4 separate regions of the Mus musculus genome follow, and regions 2, 3 and 4 are each linked to region 1. The links are chromatin contacts, called in public HiChIP or PLAC-seq maps. All regions are on one chromosome and are shown on one strand. The core of a region is the stretch at or near the end of the contact, and the rest is flanking DNA. Distances in the headings are between cores, read along the strand shown. Region 1 has its middle 46 kb from the start of Llph. Region 2 overlaps Msrb3 (methionine sulfoxide reductase B3). Region 3 overlaps Msrb3 (methionine sulfoxide reductase B3). Region 4 overlaps Msrb3 (methionine sulfoxide reductase B3).

The links. HiChIP or PLAC-seq counts read pairs in DNA pulled down with a chosen protein or histone mark.
Region 2: a contact with region 1 is called in an H3K4me3 HiChIP or PLAC-seq map of craniofacial prominence, with 7 times the contacts expected there. The contact joins two enhancer-like sites. A contact is called at or near these places in 3 of 15 datasets of contacts at CTCF or cohesin (the NIH/3T3 cell line, large pre-B cells and stem cell-derived epiblast-like cells), 18 of 484 Hi-C or Micro-C datasets (the C10 cell line, CD8 T cells, the HL-1 cell line and 14 more), 17 of 115 datasets of contacts at active chromatin or transcription factors (the NIH/3T3 cell line, bone marrow-derived macrophages, cardiomyocytes and 13 more) and 1 of 9 other capture datasets (embryonic stem cells).
Region 3: an H3K4me3 HiChIP or PLAC-seq map of embryonic limb bud shows a contact between it and region 1, with 7 times the contacts expected there. The contact joins two enhancer-like sites. A contact is called at or near these places in 1 of 15 datasets of contacts at CTCF or cohesin (stem cell-derived epiblast-like cells), 15 of 484 Hi-C or Micro-C datasets (the C10 cell line, CD8 T cells, the HPC-7 cell line and 11 more) and 9 of 115 datasets of contacts at active chromatin or transcription factors (bone marrow-derived macrophages, craniofacial prominence, embryonic basal ganglia and 6 more).
Region 4: an H3K4me3 HiChIP or PLAC-seq map of embryonic limb bud shows a contact between it and region 1, with 4 times the contacts expected there. The contact joins two enhancer-like sites. A contact is called at or near these places in 1 of 484 Hi-C or Micro-C datasets (bone marrow-derived macrophages), 4 of 115 datasets of contacts at active chromatin or transcription factors (embryonic basal ganglia, embryonic limb bud and embryonic stem cells) and 1 of 9 other capture datasets (embryonic stem cells).

Annotation. Positions count from the first base shown.
Region 1 is chr10:120,270,267-120,275,090 of GRCm38.p6, reverse strand. No RefSeq gene overlaps it. Among named protein-coding and RNA genes, the nearest start is that of Llph, 46 kb to the right of the region's middle. Within about 2 kb of position 2,295, at least 69 of the 459 cell types and tissues checked have an H3K27ac peak or open chromatin away from gene starts, as enhancers often do. A contact at or near this core is called in craniofacial prominence, embryonic fibroblasts, embryonic forebrain and 2 more, where this site is marked.
Region 2 is chr10:120,870,114-120,874,937 of GRCm38.p6, reverse strand. It overlaps Msrb3 (methionine sulfoxide reductase B3), which reads left to right. Exons shown (of 7, transcript NM_177092.4): 2 at 3,787-3,903. The coding sequence starts at 3,828. Among named protein-coding and RNA genes, the nearest start is that of Gm15910, 15 kb to the right of the region's middle. Within about 2 kb of position 2,332, at least 93 of the 459 cell types and tissues checked have an H3K27ac peak or open chromatin away from gene starts, as enhancers often do. A contact at or near this core is called in craniofacial prominence, embryonic limb bud and tail fibroblasts, where this site is marked.
Region 3 is chr10:120,847,904-120,852,727 of GRCm38.p6, reverse strand. It overlaps Msrb3 (methionine sulfoxide reductase B3), which reads left to right. Exons shown (of 7, transcript NM_177092.4): 3 at 636-744; 4 at 2,675-2,752. Among named protein-coding and RNA genes, the nearest start is that of Gm15910, 7.3 kb to the left of the region's middle. Within about 2 kb of position 1,942, at least 39 of the 459 cell types and tissues checked have an H3K27ac peak or open chromatin away from gene starts, as enhancers often do. A contact at or near this core is called in embryonic fibroblasts, embryonic forebrain and embryonic limb bud, where this site is marked.
Region 4 is chr10:120,785,392-120,790,215 of GRCm38.p6, reverse strand. All of the region lies in intron 6 of Msrb3 (methionine sulfoxide reductase B3), which reads left to right. Among named protein-coding and RNA genes, the nearest start is that of 4921513I03Rik, 22 kb to the right of the region's middle. Within about 2 kb of position 2,290, at least 13 of the 459 cell types and tissues checked have an H3K27ac peak or open chromatin away from gene starts, as enhancers often do. A contact at or near this core is called in embryonic limb bud, where this site is marked.

The DNA.
Region 1 (4,824 bases), core at 1,046-3,545:
ATTCGGTCACAATAGTATGGCTAATGAGAAGTACAAACGTATCTGTCATGCCCAGAGCCTGGGATCTGCAGTTGTGGTATGTGTCCGCTAAAATCCCCAGATTTGGATTCTGCAAAGTTTTCATGGCCTCCAACACATGTTTTGTCTGAACAAAGACTGAGAGATGGGGGCCCCACTTCTGTGAGTCTACTGGTATTATTTTTCTTATTTTGATTTAAACCTCTCCAAGCGCCTCTGAGTAAGCTACAAAGTCACGAGAGTTAGAGTAAACTTGTCTTAAGGAATTGGTGTTCGGGGCCCAGGTAAAGGACTCTTGTTTTCTTAAGCTTTGTTTTTGCAGATGAGGACATAACTGCAGGAACTTTAATAAGGAAAGAGGGAGCGAAACCCTATTCCTCACTCAGAACAGGAGCTCATTTCTATCTTCCTGGAAGTGCAGAACCCATGCCCACCTTACAAACAGGCCTGGAGTGCTGATTTAAAACGCTGTCTTTTTTTTTTCCCCCTTCCAAAATTAAGATGAAATATTTTACATAAAGCCAAATAAAGAAGAAAATGGTCTGGCCTGTTAGGGCGTACTTACTTCACTTTTAATATAGACAAATAATCCTTCAAAATTGTCCTTTTTATTTTTTTAAGTTAAATTATGTCCACCCCATGTGCAGATTCAATTTACCCACTAAGTACACAGCTCAGTCTCCCCTCTCAGAGAACCATTCATTTGCCTAAGAAGGTGGGGGAGACCCTGCTGTATTTTCTTAAAGAGATTCCTAACATTTTCCCCCTCCTCCCTCTCGCCTTAAAGACTACTCTGAGAAACTTTGTCCAGCAGTAAAAGGAAAATGGGTTCAAACAAGCTTCAGGAAATTTGGGTAGTAAAACATAAGTTATAAAGTCTATGTTGAGGGCAAAATAAATGGGGCTCTTTTAAATGGGTTAAGTGTCAGCCATGAGACGGAAATGACTTCCTATAGAGTCAGCCATCCCTCCTACTCTCGAGGCAAACGGTGCTGCAAAAGGCTCTCAGGCAGTAAAGGGATACACTGGTCCATGCTGCTGAGCATGCGTCTGGGATGCACACTTATTTACCACACACCACATCTGTCTGGGATGCACACTTATTTACCACACACCACATCTGTCTGGGATGCACACTTATTTACCACTCGCCACATGTGTCTGGGATGCACACTTATTTACTCCGCACCACATGTGTCTGGGATGCACTCTTATTTACCACACACCACATCTGTCTGGGATGCACACTTATTTACCACACACCACATCTGTCTGGGATGCACACTTATTTACCACACACCACATCTGTCTGGGATGCACACTTATTTACTGTGTACTATGTTCAATTTAAGGAAAATAAATGTGAAGGCAGCAACCATGAAGGACAGAGGGCATGGGTTTTCTGTAATTGCAAGGAGACTTGGGTAATGCTGTGTGCATGTTTGATTTAAAATGTTAAAATATTAACAGAAGTTTTCTATAGCAGAGTGTTCCTATCACAGTGAAGTGACTCATAAGAATGCTAAATTCAAACCAGATGGGCACAAACATTACTGGGCGAAAAAAAAAATCATATATTTGGGAGTCAGCGTGGGTCGTCATAAAAATGAAGACCTTGTCGGAGTTCCTGAAGATTGAACTTGCAGAAGTGAAAAGGGAAACAAGGGGAGAGATATTCTCGACTTCCTCTGCGTTAGACAGGCCACCGTCAATTAGAAGAGCTAACATTTATAAAACTTTAGATTGCCGTTTTAATTCATAAAAGATGACTGTTACAGTCCAGAGAGCTCAGATGTGCCAGAGCCCAGGATTCATTAGTTCAGCCGCATGCCACCCTAATAGTGCCCAAGACTCATCTTACTTCCTTCCCGCCCTAAGTCACCCTCATTGAAGATCTATGTGGTATAGAAACTTCCAGCCTGGCCTTTAGTATTCTCCCAGCAAACCACAGAGGAAAATTCCCATTGCAGGGTCAGACACCCAACCAAATCTCTGCTCTCTTAGTTTGTTTGTTTGTTTTTGTTTGTTTTGTTTTTCCCTCCGAGCTTTTCCCCGTTTTCAGATGATCTGCCCCATGTGCTGTGTTTAAATGCGTATGTACCCTACAAGAAGAAAAATATGTGGTCTCGGAATTAATACTTTTTTTTGACTTATAGGGAAATTCCAGTTGTGTTTAACTTGGACTGTGGGATCCGGGAGCTTTACAGAGAGGAGAAACGACGACGAGTGTGTTTTGAGCAGAAATGTGAATCAGGAGTTCCCCACTGTTTGGTTGCTGGAATCCCAGACAACACGGGGAGAAATGATAAGCGCATAATTTAGTCTGGCAGCCGTAGCACTCAGCCTGCGAGCTTGTCAGGTTCTGACTAGGGATGAGAGACCTCCCAGGGACAAGAAGGTACTTCAGGAAACGGTGTTTCTGATTCCGTAGGTGGCCTCTTTCTCCCTGGGTCCCTGTGAATAAGATGCCCGCGTGGTGTTAGGGGGCACTGTGCTCAACTGTGCTGTTTACCTTTCTGAAGAAACCTAAAACCACAGACCTAACCATTTGTGGCCACCGGAGATCTTACAGCGGACTCTCTAAGGCCAGTTGTGTTAACTCCAGAATGCTGGCCCGAGTCCAGCTCAAGTAATTACATTCTGCTCCCCTCAAACTCCCCCTGTAGTTTCCACTGAATCCGATAGTCTGGACCCTCCATCAAGCAGCCTGGCCGGCTCGGTGGTGGTTAGCATTCCACAGAGAGGCAGCCTGTAAGTCCAAGCTGGAAGAAATGAGTGTTCCATCCCCACCAAGCTGCGGCAAATTGGAATTAGCTAGTGTTCATGAAAGCCTCGGGAAACCCGTTTTTTTGAGTGTGTTCACAATCAAAGCTACCTCCTTTGCCCTAGGGAGCCACCTCTGCGAGTGTCGCTTTAACGAAAACGAGTATAGAGATCCTGGGAGGGCAGAGTAGAGTCCTACTCACCTCTGACCTGGAAATACCCTATCTGGGGCAGGGCCAGCAGGGGAGGTGAGTTGAGAAAGCACCGCTCTAACTGTAACAAAGCTCAGAGGCCAGAGAAAAGGAGAAGGGTCTGCGAATGACGTCATATTACGAAGGAATAAAGGATCTTGGGAGGTTTAGCTAAAAGGGGAGAGAGAGGGGCGGGGGGGGGGGGGAGAAAAGAAAGAAGAGGGAGGGGAAAGGAGCAAAGAAAGAAAAAGAAGAAGGAAGGAAGGCAGGTAGGCAGGCAGGCGAGAAGTTAAAATAATTATAAAGAACAAAAGGGGGAAGTAGGAGGGAGGAAAGGGCGAAGAGTGGAGATGAGCAAAAGGGAAAGAGAGAAAGAAGAAACCAAGGGCAGGAGAGAGAGAGAGAGGGAGAGAGAGAGAGAGAGAGAGAGAGAGAGAGAGAGAGAAGGCAGGGAAGTAGAAGAAAAAGGAAGGAAGCTGATATTTAGTACACGGGGCTGATATTTAGATATACGGGGCAGAACCAGAACGAAGGAGGAGTAAGAAACCAGAGACACAGAGCAGAGCCTCCCTCCCTGCTCTGGCCTGCAGGGTCCTTCCTTTCTCACACACCACCTCCATGCATCTTAGCCACTCAGCTCAAAGCCTGACACCTAATGAAATTCATCCCATCAGGAGCCCACTCAGTGGCTCACTTACCGGTGGCACTAACCACACCAGCTCCACTGGCTGCCAATGGACAGATCTCATGGCTTCTGAAAGTCACATGCCATCAGCGAGTCTCTCGTATTGACCAGGACAGAAACCATTCTCTCTCTCAATGTATTTTATTTGATAGCGTTAAGCAAAGCTGATTCAACTCTTCAAACAGGTCATTTTCAATCGCTACTACTTATTAGCTGGGGGCAGCAGCAGACAGATCTATGAGTTAGAAGCTAGCCTGGTCTATCTATTGAGCTCCAGGAAGAAGAACTCTAAATACACTCTATAAAATGTAAATCGGTTTCTTTTGATGGTTTATTTATTTTTATTTTATGCGTACAAATGTTTTGCCTGAATGTTATCAAGGCATACCATGTGCATGCAGTACCCATGAAGACCAGAAGAGGGCACTAGATCACTACATCCTCTGTAGTTGCCATTACAGATACCTAAATTGTCATGTGATTGACAGGCATTGAAACCTCATCTGCTACCACAGCAAGTTCTCTTAACTGTTGAGCCATCCCTCCAGCCCAAAATATAGTTAAATTTTTCATCCACGTATTTGGGACCAGAGTGTTTCAGTTGTTTTTTTTTTTTTTTTTTTTTTTCAAATATTTGCGTATGCACCTGAGATATGTTGGGGATGGTCCCCAAGTCTAAATATAAAATTCTTTTCTTCCATATATACTTTATATGCATAGCTTGAGGGTAGTCTTATGTAGTGTTCTGGTACCCTTGTGAATGACACAGTTTATGTGCGATGAAGCATTAGGTAGAGGGTGAGTTAGCAGTCAGAATGCCTCAGCTTGAAGTAAAAAATAGATCAGGAAACAACAGGAGAATTCAGTCTTTCGGTCTTCCCAATAAAAAGAAAACAGTTCTGTGTGTAAGAAAACAGTTGTGTGTGTGTGTGTGTGTGTGTGTGTGTGTGTATTGGGGCAGGGAGGTAGCAATTTAAAGAGGCTAAACATCTTTCCCTATAGGGAACATCCCATTTACAATGACACGGGGTTTTGAAAGGCCAGGGTGAAAGAGGAATCAGATATTCATGATTAGATTTCCCATTTGTTGAGTCAAGCTTTATTGATACAGCCTCTTAGAAGGAACAACAGCCGATCGTGAGAGCAACGGAAGACGCCGCCGTGTGT
Region 2 (4,824 bases), core at 1,083-3,582, 600 kb before region 1:
GAGATGCTATGGTAACATTTCTACTAAGGGAAATGGGGAAAGTGGGGGTTTGAGAGACTGCACGGGTCAGTGGAGCATTTTCTGTCAAGGGTGGTCTTTATTTTAAGATTGCTTTCCTGAGCTGGGCAGTGGTGGCACACACCTTTAACCCCCAGCACTTGGAAGGCAGAGGCAGGTGGATTTCTGAGTTGGAGGCCAGCCTGGTTTACAGAGTGAGTTCCAGGACAGCCAGGGCTACACAGAGAAACCCTGTAAGATTGCTTTCTTGGTTCTTGCTGTCAGCACACCTTTTTTTTCAGGAGAGAAAGAAGACCGTGGTGAGATCTGAGTGTTATGTTTTTAAAAATTGCCCTCGACAACATTCTAATTTGCAATCGGCTTTTGGCGTTGGGGGGAGAGCATTTCACCAGCTTGTGAAAACCCCTCACGTACACAGTTCTTTGCATTTGTTGGCGAGGGATCCGACCTTCAGGGCTGACACTTCAAGTCCACGGGTACAGTCAGCTCTATCTGGAACTAATTATCAGCTTGGTGAATTCTCTGGATTCCCTGGTAATGCTCTCTCTTGCTAGTACATTGTTCAACTGCAGGGCAGAGAGGAAAACGGGGGAGTCGGAGAAGACCCAAACCAAAACCACTCGCAAACTGAGTTCAGTCATGATCTGGACGTTAGAATTCTGAGGCAGTCGGGGTATTAGATAGGAAAGTAGAAATCTTTGAAAATCATAAGGTGTTTGAATTATCTTTGAATTTTTAGTGAGGGTGCTTTTCAGCATCCCACCTGTTACAGCCCTGGCTGGCAATCATACACTGTCACAGATTTCAATTCCTTTTAGCACCATTAGCAAAGCAGCTGGGGGAGACAACACTGGAAATGAGATGCCCAGAACAACCAGTTTTATAGGTTAATCATTTACATTGAGTCTTCTACTCAGGAAGTGACTGAGTGCTTGGTTGTCATGTGCTGGGTAGTGAGATACAAAAAGGTCCCCTCCCTGCCCTGCAGCGTTAATTTAGAAGAGGCAAGAGTGCAAACCACACCAGTATCCTGAAAACTGCCATAGGAGAGCCGGGGGCTCGTCAGGCGTTCTGTAGGGTCAGCGCTGGGAAAGCTATGCTGTGACCAGCAGATGGTGGGAAACAGTATCAGAGAGCATGGACTCGCAACGGAGGCTTGTTCTGGGGAAACCGTGAGCAGTGCATCCAGCAGGGCCATGGGACAGGATAGGATGTGGTGAGAAACACAGGAAGAAGGCATGGAGTTAGATGGATGGGGAGGAGGGGTCTGGGAGGACCTGGGAAGAGTTGAGCAGAGGTGAAACCAGGATCAGAATGTACTGATGGGAGATTTAGTTTTCGTAAATGTTTTCCGGCTCATGTAATACTAAGCAAATATCTGACAGCTAACTTTTTTTTAAAAAAACATATACCACATACTAGGAGAGGTCCCTTTAGCTAATTGCTCTTTTGAACTGCTATTTTAGAGTCGGAGAAGCAAAGGTAAGTAACTTGTCCAAGGTCATACAAGCAGTTACAGAGACAGACAGAGTTCCAGCCAGGCAGTCCGGCAACAAAGCTAGCACACATCCACGGTGACAGGCATCTTTCTGGGAATGGGTTGTGTATTTTACATCTGTCGTCAGGGTCCGTTTTCTATTGCAAGTGTAAAAATACACACTCCTCCCTCTCTTCCCTCAAAACCTCAGTCCCAAAATATTGTTTACCATGCTCCTGTTCCCGGACCGGACACATTAAAGGCGCATCTCGTGGGTGCTTCTGTTGGACGGAGCTAAGCAGGGCATGCAGACACAGGTGGGCAGAACTGCCTTTCAGTCCATGGCTCAGACACATATTCCCAGGGTGCTGGGCACTTCACAAGCATTCTGTAAACTTGCCCACCTTCTCTAACATACTTGTGAGCATTCACGTAATTAAGGCTGTATCAGTGCCCAGCCTATAACACGGGAGATTTGTGAGTGGCTCACACCATGACAGGTTGTGTTCCTTCGTTCTTCCACATCCGAAAAGCCAAGGTGTCTGTGTCAGTAACTCTATCCATTGCTGCACTGCTTGGTGTTAGTATAGCACTTCCAGGGTCGACTTTAAGCACCAAAAAGGAAACAAAGCAGTTTAAACGCCCCCAAACTGGGCAAGACCAATTTGCCACTAGATGGCGCTCTGGCTATTTGGGTAGGGGAAAAAAAAAAAAAAAGATCGAGTAAGGACTATTAAATCACAGCCACTTTGAGCCCCTGGTATTTGCAGTCCTAGGCTTTTAATTGTAGCCGGCATCTTTGTTCTTTGCCTGACCTGCGGAGTGACGTCACTGCCTTGCTTCCTGTGTGCTGGCTTTGACACAAGCCAGATGGCCACAGTGATCCGTAGGCGCCCAGGCCGCCTGGTACAGCGGTTGATGAAACGGAATAGGAAGGCATTTTATGGTCAGCTGCGGGAGCACTGAGAGGCCGCAGCTTTGCTAAGTAATTACATTTACCGCACATACTTTATCCCTCATGGGGAAGGGTCTCATGGAGGGGGAAAAAAAAACTTACATTTTTATTTACGGCGTTGTGAGGTATAGACCTTTGATCTTTTATTAGCCAGTAGTCTGCTACAAAGGCATGCAGTCTTTGCCTGCTCCGCAGTCACTCGTGAAAATGACATCTTTATTTATGTCTAACGGTTCTCAGGCTGCGCATTGTGATTCTTAGCCCCCACCCCCACCCCAACCCCTCCAGTTAGTAACACAAAAATGTTTTGCTTCTGTAGTGAGTTTAGTTTGGGAAAGTCAGAGTTCAGGCATGTTAATACAAGCAGATTTCGGTCAGATATACTCCAGAGCGACTTGGTCAAATAGATTACTGTTTATCACATGTTTGCTCTTCAAGGGGGTCAGGAGAGTCCAGGAAAAGACTTTTATTTCAGGGTAGGGAATGGAGGGGGTGGCGGCGAGGAAATGATCAAGACATTAGTTTCATTCCATCTTTGGACATTAGGCAGTTGAAGTTACTTAACACGGCGTTTTTAAATAAAACACGAGAGATTGATAATCACCCAGTATTCTTCAATCTCATTTGAACTTAGTCCACACCAATCACGGCCCTGCGTGAGATCTTTACGCACCAATCATGGCCCTGCGTGAGATGTTTACGCACCAATCACAGCCCTGTGTGGCATGCTTATGAAAACCCCACAAGCTGGACTTTTGTCTTAATATCGTATAGGTTGGGGATTCTTCTACGTGATTCATTTCTCAAGACTTCAGTAAAATATTTTCTACCCCTTTCAATGTTGGGTCATGAGTTCTACTCCCAGAATTTTATTTAGAGGTTAAAAATCATAGAATTAAACGAAAGGGCACCTTCCCTATGCCTTCTTCAAAGTTAACGGATTGTGGAGCAAAGTCTCATAGTCGTCCTTCATCTTTTGTTTTTTTGTTTTTTTTTTTTTTCCCTTGTCTTAAAGGGCAAGTCTCTACGTAAGGACACATTTTGGCTCTGCTGTTAAATGAGCGTTTCCCACACCACGTTTGCTCTGTGTCCTTGGATCTTCGAGCCTCGATTGCACTCACATATGTACTGGGGATAAAGCCAGCCTCCTCAGCGAGTGCAGGAATTCACAGTGGCAGGGAGAGTCAGCTGTCCATCCGAAACCGCCGCACTATGGTTTATTAGCACTGTGCGTGCGCTTAGCCCTAGGTCAACCCAAGCCATCAGTTGTTCCATGAGTGTGCCTACCGTTCCTGAGGTTTTAATTCGTTGTTTTTGTTTCCTCTTTCCTACTCAGCTTCTGCCGCTGCCTTTGCCTCTGCTGGAGATACCACAGCTATGTCTGCCTTCAACCTGCTGCACTTGGTGACGAAGAGCCAGCCCGTGGCCCCGAGAGCCTGCGGGCTCCCCTCAGGTTGCCAATTGTTGTTCTGTGGTAGGGCACCGGGCAGAGTGGGTATTTCTGCTGCAGGAAATGGTACACCAGCATGCTTTACTAAACTTGATCTCTTTTATTTGGACCCTAATTTAAAGATGGAGATTGGTTACAAACCCTCACCGTCCTCTGAGTGACACCCATTTCCATGGTCCTTTCAATATTGGAGGTCCCTCGCCCAGCACTCACTTGTCACCAGTGTTTCCCCGTGTCGTCTTGTTCTCCAGTGCATGGGTACACATCTACAAGTCAGTGCACAGGAGGTAGAACTTTCAGCTTGTTAAGGGAATGCCAAGCTTCTCGCTGTACATGTGGCCGATCCTTTAGGGAAAAAGTGAAAATGGGAAACTTTAAGGTAATTGTGTCACGTATACTGTAGCCAAGAGTTTCTATTAACAAGAACCAAATAAACAGAACGGATATAGCATGTTTCAAACTGGGTCCAAAATTAGAACCACAGGCTGGAGAGATGGCTCAGTGGTTAAGAGCACTGGCTGCTCTTCCAGAGGTCCTGAGTGCAGTTCCCAGTAACCACACGGTGGCTCACAACCATTTGTGATGGGATCTGATGCCTTCTTCTGGTGTGTCTGAAGACACCTACAGTGAACTCACATACATAAAATAAATAAATAAGTCTTAAAAGATAAAAATAAGATAAGATAGAACCAGTATACTTTTTAAAGATGTGATTTTTAAGCACTTAAACCAAAGAAGCATAAAAGTTCAAACTTTCACTGTGTGTCTATAACATTTAAGTTAGTATCTCAATTTTATTATGAAATTCGCAATGGTCAAATGTTTTACTTCAGTGAATATGATTGTTAATACTATTTATAGTCCCATTACTGTATACATCTTTATCAATATATCCGGTAGAGAATTTTATTATGTTATTAAACA
Region 3 (4,824 bases), core at 693-3,192, 580 kb before region 1:
TCTCCTGAAGTCTCCTGGCAGTTCCTTGCTGGTAAGACACAGGCTTTAGAAAAAACATGCATTTCTAAAGACCACACAGAACCTACTTAAATGTCTGTCAGACTCATAGAAAACAGCAGTTCCTACTGTAGAAAAAAAGACATGTTTAGGTTCCTCAGAAAAATAAATTGGATGGTAGGTGGTCATCTTGGTTGACAGTTGCATGGTGACAGCCTCAAGCTAGTCTACCAAGTTGCAAAATTATTCAGTGGATCTTTGTATGTCCACTATCACTTCATACCTGCAAATACATGCATGCTACTGAATCCACCGTTTTAAAAGGGGTTTCAAGGTATCAGGTGGCATAAAGGATGTGCTACAATCTTGTAAACAAATTCCCAGTGAGTTTCTAATATCACCTGCTACAAGCCTTGGCTGTGACACGTTGTTGCTGCGCCAGGGGAATCATGGGGCTTTTTAAAGTGCATTCTGTTGGAGCTTGGAGACCGGCTGCAGCTCAGGTAAGGTTTTGTGGTCCGCTAGGGATTCTCTGGTCATTGACAAGTGACTGTAGAGGCTGTGCTGTGGCGGCCAGCCAAAGCAAGTATTTAGGATTCAGGCTAAATGGCTCTTTCTCCCATATCCTCTCTTTCCAGGGTCATGTAGGGATAAAAAGAACTGTAAGGTGGTCTTTTCCCAGCAGGAACTGAGGAAGCGGCTGACACCCCTACAGTACCATGTCACTCAGGAGAAAGGAACTGAAAGGTAATGTGTGCTGTAATAAAAGCAAGCAAGCAAGCAGGCAGGCAGGCAGGCAGGCAGGCAAGCTGGCAGGCAGGCAGGCAGGCAAGCTGGCAGGCAGGCAGGCAGGCAAGCAGGCGGGCAAGCAGGCAAGCAGGCAAGCAGGCAGGTGGGCAAGCAGGCAAGCAGGCGGGCAAGCAGGCAAGCAGGCAGGCAGGCAGGTGGGCAGGCGGGCAAGCAGGCAAACAGGCAGGCAGGCAGGGAGGCAAGCAGGCAGGCAGGCAAGCAAGTAGGTGGGCAAGCGGGCAAGCAGGCAAGCAGGTGGGCAGGCAGGGAGGCAAGCAAGCAGGCAAGCACCACTTTCTCCCACTCCTTGGAGTCTTCTTCCCTGTTGATTATTTTAAAGAAACTATGCATGCTGGGTAAGGCCTGCAAATGACTGTCTTTGAAAAGGCTGGAGATGGCACTGTTTGAGTTAAAGCTGAGTTTCTTTTCTGCTTCTCTCCACTCAGCGAACTATATCTATATAAAGCCACGGGACTTTTGCTAAGGGCCTGTTTTTAGTTTACAGTGAAATGTGTGGAAGCAATAGCGATTTGGGTGCCCCCCCCCCTTTTTTTTTTTGGACGACATCACAGCAAGGAAAACTGTGAGGGATGTGGCGCTATGCCAGGAGGCTGGCATTTTGAAGGTGGCATTGTAAAGCATAGACGTTTTGGCTGCAAAAAGAAGGTAGCATAATTTAGTTCCTTTCCACCCCACTCGGATTTCTTTTTGAAGCACATGTGGAGAAAGTATTTATTGGCTCATTTGTGGTTGGAATGTCAAAAATTTTCAATAACTGCCCTTGCATGGCTTTGGTCCTTGGAAGTTCGCCCTACATCCTGGGGGGGGGGGGCAGTCGTTCACTTCCAAGACTGTTTTTTAGTGAATAAAATAAAATCTCTCTCAGCTGATTCCAGCGAAAAAGTAACTTGCCAAGGCCTAATGATTTTGTTGTCTAATTCATACCACGGGGCTCGGCACGAGGCTGTAAATGGTCCCCCTGATGCAGGTTTATTCGTGATGTGACTTTGTGTTTCCATTCAAGATCTGAAAGAGCTTCCTTCCCACACAGGGATCCTTGTTAATGGACAGCACGCTCTCCCTGTCACAGCCCCCACTGTTCACTGAGTTTACTGAACAATGAAGCTCTCTCACAAGGTGTGCCTTCCTTGTACCAGCGGCGGCGGCAGGGCTGGATCACAGGGTCCAGGACTTCTGCCCGCCAATGTTGTGTGCATGCCCTAGCAAAATGATTTAATGCACACAAACAACCAGAGATTAGGTCATTCTTTAAAAAAAAAAAAATTCTGTTTATAAAAAAAATTGGACCTCGTAAAGAGGGACGAAACGATAATAAAACCAAGCTGCAGAGCACACGGCCTTTTTGTTGGGCGACACAGCTGATCTGCATTAACCGAGTGACCTCCGCGCCTGTAAGATCGCTAACTTAGAAAAACAGTTCCTTAAAGCTGCAATATTCCTTTTCAAACCAAAAAATAAGACTCCTTCCACTCGAAGACTTGGGACCTGCTACATTTTCTGGTCCCCCTCTTGTATGGTGTGGGGCCGCGGAAATCTTAGGTAACAGTGTTCTTCATGTGACTCAAACAGTGGGCTTTTTTTTTTTTTTTAATTTGAAAAATATTCTAAGTATTACTTACTAGATGGCTTGATATTTTGACTTAACCTGTACTAGTTTGGAGTAGTTATATGCACATTTTATTATATATATGTATATATTCGAAGTATATTACTATTGTTCAAGCTTCCATATGTCTGGTCTGTTCTCATTTTAGGGCCCCAGACCCTTGAAAGTTTTACCAGAGAAATGTATTTAAACCAGTGTGTTCTATAAGAAGTAACACTAGCTCTGTTAACAGTTTTTGACGCTCTGTTTATCGTTTATCAGTGCCTTTGAAGGAGAGTACACACATCACAAAGATCCTGGAATATATAAATGTGTTGTCTGTGGAACTCCGTTGTTCAAGTAAGTGTCCTGAAAGCCGGTGGGCGTGGCCGGGTCACGTGACCACATGCTCCGGGCTGCTCAGTTACCTGCCCATCTTTCCTTTGCTGAATTTGATTCTATCCTTTCATATATTTGTCCACTTTCTGAAACCGACAATGATGACAGACTTTCTTGGCTAATTTCTAGCGTGACAGACTGGCTAACTTTGTACTGTTTAGACATTTAAAACACCCAGCACTAACTTTGGTGTCCACTTCAGTAACCATTGTCCTTAGCAGAGGTACAAAGAAAATCTTGGTGACAGAGAGCGTATGTATTTACTGATTTGTCTAATGCCCCGACGTCCACGCATAGGTCATTTTGCAAGTCACTCACGCACATCCCTCAGATTAAAATGCATCCAGCGAGAAGCCTCTTTATACTTCTACAATGAAGCGCTATACCCCAAATAAACATGAGACAGCAATATCTTCTACCTGAGGTTAACATTATTATTTTGACATTGGCCTAAAATCCTCTTTTTGAAAAATCCTAAACGTTCACAATAATGCTGATACCACATAGACTTTTTGACCAAGACAGATAATTCTTGGTCTGGATAGGATAATCTTATCAAGCAAGGACAGTTTTTAACCAAAAACATTTTATCTGGGTGCTGGGTGCGTAAAATCTCAGGCTCCCTGTATGTCCTACAGAATTGCTGCCCTGGTGGAAATGAAAGCAGAAACCTTACTTAGGGGTGAGCATCTTTTATCTGAGACAGGATTAGGAAGTTTCAGAGAATAAATAACAAAAGAAGAATGGAAAACATACTTTAGTTTGCCCTGTGCTTCTCCTTTAAGACACTAGCATTTACAGATATTTCTGAAATAACAGGAAAATGGTAGTTTCCTTAAAAATTCTTAAGAGTTCCAACTTTTCCCCAATGACATAAACCCTTTTGCACGGTCCTGTTGGTTGACAATCTGTTCTGAATTCTTACTCTTTTTTTTTCTCTCATGTTAAAAAACCGACCCTTCAAATTGTCACCCGTTCCCTGTCAGAAAACACACATCCTCATATTTCAACACCCTTAGCTTATGTCATAATAGTTGACATAACACTTAAGACAGCTGCTGAGCCATGCTAAACTGGTTAATACCCCAACCGGCCAAAGCTGCCCACATCCCTTGGCTTTTCGTTTGAGATGTCCCACCTCTTTCCCCATCATGTGATTTCACTGAAGGACTCTGCTGAAGGAAAACTTACTGTTTTAAATAAGAAACAGAGCCAACTGTGAATGGAGAATTTAACCCTTGTGAGCGTTTGATTCGCAAACCCTGAAATCGAGATTCTTACACTAACTCGAGTGCTTGCAAGAGTCACATTCACCTTCGTGGTGACCTTCCCGGTGACACTCTTGGTGACCCTGTGACTTTCCCCCTAGCGTTCCTGTCAGCTTTCATTGTCTAAACTTCTGAGAAATAGGATTTAATTTTTCACTCATACTTTTGCTGGTTTTCGTCATTCACTCTCTCTTGATGTCTCATCTACTTTGGGGAAAAGCACCCGTGCTCCGCTGCCACTGGAGATGGAGTACTTTATTGGCTTTGTACGACTGCCTTCGTGTTCAAAATGTGTACCTGGGTGCCCACGGAGATGCAGGGGCCACAGGGCATGCACGGTTTTGAGAGACTTGGATTTTCCCTGTCCTCTTTTTCTTTGTACGTTGTTTGCTGAAACTGTGCACCTCAGGGGTCAGGGGTCCGCTGCTCCTTCCATCCAGTCTCTCCTGTGGTTTGTTTTCCTCTCTCTTCTCATGGGGTGGTACACCTTTCATCTCTCCCAAATATTGCTGCCCCTAGTTACAGTCTTCATTTTCAAGCAAAATGATAGTTCAAGGATGTATTAATTTTGAAGACAAGCGTCCTGAAAAGTTGGGGGGGGGGGGCAAAAACAAAAAACAAGAACTAGATGTGGAAAACACTGAGATAGCCTTGCGGGCTCCTGCCTTGGGTCAGCTGACTTCCCTTCCTGTCTGTGTACATGCCTTTCTGTCTGTGTATCCGCTTTCTACCCAGGGATTTAACTGGGTAGCCATGAGAACACGA
Region 4 (4,824 bases), core at 1,041-3,540, 520 kb before region 1:
CATCAAGGCAAGAACATGGCAGCATCCAGGCAGGCATGGTGCAGGAGGAGCTGAGAGTTCTACATCTTCATCTGAAGGCTGCTAGCAGAATACTGACTTCCTAGGCAACTAGGACTAGAGGGTCTTAAAGCCCACACCCATGGTGACACACCTCCTCCAACAAGGCTACAACTCCCAATAGTGCCACTCCCTGGGCCGAACATATACAAACCATCAGAAGTTCATATCTGTCCCAAACAAGTGAAAGATGGACTCAGAGTTCTGTGTTACTGACATTTACTCTGGTACTACCCAAGACTGTTGTTGGAAGATGTTTTTGCACAGATTGAGTAAAGGGAGGTACAGTTGGGTCACTGCAGGAGCCGAGTGGTCACCATCGGGGCCACCCTCAGGACTCTGCTGCTGTCCTTTTCCCAGTTTCTCATCTTCAACAGGTGCAAGATTCTTAGAGAAGTCATTAGCACTTTCATTTCCAAGAGGTACTTGTTTGAGCCTGACCGTCCAATGAATTTGTGGGGTTTTTTTTTCATTACTGAATTTATTCTTTGACGATTTCATACATGTAGATAATATGCCCTGAGAATTTCTGTTTTCAATTAAAAAGTAGGGTTAGCAAGTATACCATCTTCCACATACAAAGACCTCCCTCTCCCTTGAAAAGCATAATTCTTCATTGATTTAACTCATGTTTTCAGTTTGTTCTCCTCTGAGAAATGGGTCTGATCATGAAGGTGGAACACTCTGCCACTGGGTTTGATCCCCAGAGACTCTAATTTCAGTGTACTGGGCACCGTCTGTATGGCAGCATTTTCTGGGGCTCCGCTAATTAGTGGCCATAATACCAGACCTGGGCTCTGCCCTCTAGGGAATCTGATTGCAGAACTCTCTCCTTCCACTGTGTGAATTCCAGGGATTGAAGCCATGTCCTCCCATGGCTTGGTGGTGAATGACTTTACCCAATGAGCCATCTCACCAGCCTCCGAGGTGCCACCCTCTTTTTAAAATCTGCTTTCAAATCGATTATGCATCTACTTTCCTTTTGCTCATAACCTGTCCTTAATGCTGAGTTCCCTAAACAAATTCTAAAGGCACTGAAAAGCTGAGACAAGAGGTATTAGCCTTCCCCAAGTCCCTAACTTCTGATCTGCTTGTGTCTAGTCCTGTAATTCAGGGTTGGAGTAATCATCCCCCGACCCCTCCAGGCAAGATAACATCAGCAAGAACTCAGGAAAGATTTTTTTCAAAGGTGCCCTGAGGAGATCAAAGAGATTATGCCAAAACAGGATAGTTCTCACAGAAGGCAACCAGTGCTTGGCCCTATGGAGAAGGCGTGTTGTCTCCATTGTTCTAAAGAGGGGCAGGGACCTGCTTCTCACAAGCTTCATTTCTGGCACTACCAGACGGACTCTGCCTTCCAAAGGCTTTGTCTTTGAGCCGAGGGAAACGTTGAGCTTCTCGTCTGGGTTCAGAGGCTCCAAGAGTCCTTATCTGGCCTAGGCTCCTCAGTTCCTCAGCTAGTAAGCAGCATTATGTCAGGAGCTTAAAAGTCAGTCAAAGAGGTAAAATCTTGGAATGGTCAGTAGTCCAGGAGAGTCAGTCTCTCCTGGAAATACTAGGGATTCTGCTGCCTTCCCCAGGTAAGAATTGTAAGCGGGAGACTAAGAGATCACCTAACTTTCTTTAATACTCTTGAAGTCACCCATTAAATCCAAGTTCACACAGGTTGTGCCGAATGTGTTACTGCTAAAGCCATCATAATGTCCTTGACATTTGTTTTAGACCATTATTAATGTATCTCGATCAACAGAAAGGTAGAATATCCACAAACACAAAGAGTGTTCCCAAAACTAAGCAACTCTTTAGCGGCCCTCCAAGCCTTAGTCATCTTCTGTAGATGACAACTCCTGTATCGCTGATGATCGAAGATGCCCGCACATCACTCGGTCTTTCTGTCGAATCGTAACACACACCTGGTGAGTTCACAACCATTTCCTTGACACAAGATTAATCTCGCAAGCACAAAGAAGCAGGGCTCCTGCTTGCGCACAGGTGTCCTCAAGCAGCGCGGGAGGAAACAGTACTGATGGCAAAGTAAATCGCTCTTCTTCTGAGAACTCTCTTCCGTTCCCTTCGCGAGCCCATGTGCCCAAGTGTAAAGGCCTAGCTTTGAAAGCGCTTCATTTTGCAGATCAAACACTTAAGAGAAGCTGACAGTAAAAAAGCCAAAGCATCCTATGAGAAAGGCCTGGAGGGACAGTGGGAAATACCTCAGTGCAGAGCTATGCATCTGTGTGGAGGGTGCACTGCTTGTGTTTCTCGGGTGGGCGGTCCGGGTCCAGGCGATGGAGGCTGGGAACTGCAGTCAGAGTTAAATCTCATTCTCTGTCTCTTCCCTAGGATGCCCTGTCTCTGGGTTCTCTGCAGGTTCCCTCCCTGAACCTTGCAGAGTGGGAAAGGATTCCTGTGAGAGTCAATGTTCCCCTTCGAACTGTTTTTACCTGCACCTTTGGAATGGCGACTAGAATACTCAGGTGCAGCGTTTCCCTGTAAAATATAAAGAGCTGCATAAGTGCTTAAAGGATCTGAGAGCGCACACCGGAGAGTCTATCCCTGGATGAAATCACTAACAGCAGGCTTCAGAGATTTCTTCATCAGGCAACCAGTTTCTTTCAGTTACTGCCAGGTGTGCTGAGTGATCCCAGCGCGTTGCCAATTGGCTGGGGCCAGGGAGGCAGAGCTCGCAGGCGGCTAAGGAAACAATGTATCATTGACAACTTCCATCCATCATCTGAGCCTCTGGCCCGGCCAGAAGCTGGAGTGAATGGGCTCCATGTGCGCTCCCTTTGGGCTTGTGCACTCTCGAGCCCAGACCAGTAGACCTGAGAGGAAGCTAGTCTTCCCTGAGAAACAGCAGGCAGTGAATGGCAGGCACCGATGTGGTGGCAGAGATAGAAGTGAACACCCGTGCCAAGCTCTGTGACCCGGTGTGCTGGGAGGAGCCTTTAAAGCATATTGTGATGGGCACCCTGAGGTCACCTCCATTGTTTTCCAGGCACTGCTTTATGGAGGCGCCAGGTCTTTTGGGTTCAGACTCTTAGAGAACCTGACCTGAGGTTGAACTCAAGTTAAGTAACATGCCAATACCTACCACCAGGCTACCCCTCCCCCCCAACAAGGTCTGTATTCCAAGTTCCCCCCCCCCCAAACCAATTTCCAGGCTAGTTCCCAACAAAATGCACCCCCAGGTTACAAGCCAGGTTACAAGCCTGCCCCTGGCACTTCAATTCTTAACAACCACCAATCAGGAAAAACACAAAAGTTACATTTATGGTTTGACTCTTAGCACCAGCCAATTATGATAAAGGCCATAATACCAACCCCCCCCCCCCATCAGATGTGTGCCAGGCTAGATACCCACTTCTTGTCTCGATAAATGCTTGCCTGAAACTAAGCTTAGGGCTGCCCCCTCCTGCTCTGCTGCATCAGAGACAGTGGTGTGGCCCAAGCTTGAACTTGGATAAAGAGACCCTAATGCGATCGCATTGGAATCAGCTCCTTGGCTGCCTTTTGGGGTTCACGAACATTTCGTGGCACAACGCTACCCTAACCCATGTTTGCTTGCAGATAACTGTTGTCTTCTCCTAACTTCATCTTCTTTTCTCTGTTACTTTTGCCTGTACCAGAGATACATGTTGAAGTGAAGTGTTCCTTTCTGTTTAATCAGAGGGCCAGTCCCTAATTAGCGAATAGAAGGACAGGTTGAAAATCAACTTAGGTCACCACACTGAATCACTGTCATGTAGTTACTGAAAAGTGTAGGGGAGTTAAGAAGACCATATAGATTCCAACAAGCTTTAAGTCTGTCCTTACCGTACTTTTTCAACAGGGAGGCACGCTCACACGTACACTCAAGAAACAATTAGTGAATTGAAGCAACCTCGTTTATTTTGCCCAGAGAGCTGTGTTCTCTCAATAACTACTGCTGTGCAGGCTCTCATGCCCCACCTCGGGCTTTTCCTCCGCAAACTTCCCTCGGATGCTGAGTGACCGAAGTGCCAGACCTGCGCGTGAGATCAGTAACAGTATGCCAGTCACAGGATGCTAGCTTCCTGTCAGCCTGCACCTTACACGCTTTGGCAGCAGAAACAAGTGTTTCTCTGTGTCACGGGATGAGCACATGGAGTCCTCCAGTGCCTCTTAGCTGCCGATACCTGTTGGCCTCTATAGGTGGTAAAAGGGAAAAGCAACCTGAGGTCGCCAAAACCTGCACAGACTGGGATACAATAACGCAAGAGTTGTTTTTGTAGGCCTGCTTCATATTTTATTCCTCCCAGGCAATAGATCAAACCACTTCAGGTTCACTTTTAGTCCTTTAATAAATTGACACGGTATGTTGGCAGTAAGGCAAGGATGTACCTTTAACATGGAAGTGCGGGGAATGCCGACGCAGCTATCAGGACTGTTTATTAGAAACCAGAGAGCCTTTAGCACTGAGCTTAGCACCTGCAGAGAGAAAAGCGAGACTCTGGGTGTTTCCATTCTGATGAGCATCTTACATCACCTCTCTCTTCATACCACCCCCTTCTTAGACCCTTCTCAGTGTATAAACAGCTCTGGTGGGAGGATGGAGCAAATCACCTATAAGCCACTTCTGTCCTGGTTTTACCTTAATCCCCAGTCCTTCCTCTCCCACTGGACAGCCACTTCCTTCATATGTGTTTCCGAAGCCACCACAGAGGCCCCTCTACACCTCGATACTTCCCCTCCCCAACCCTATCCCTGTCTTCTCCTGGCTTGTTTCTACTGACCACACCTTATGGGTCA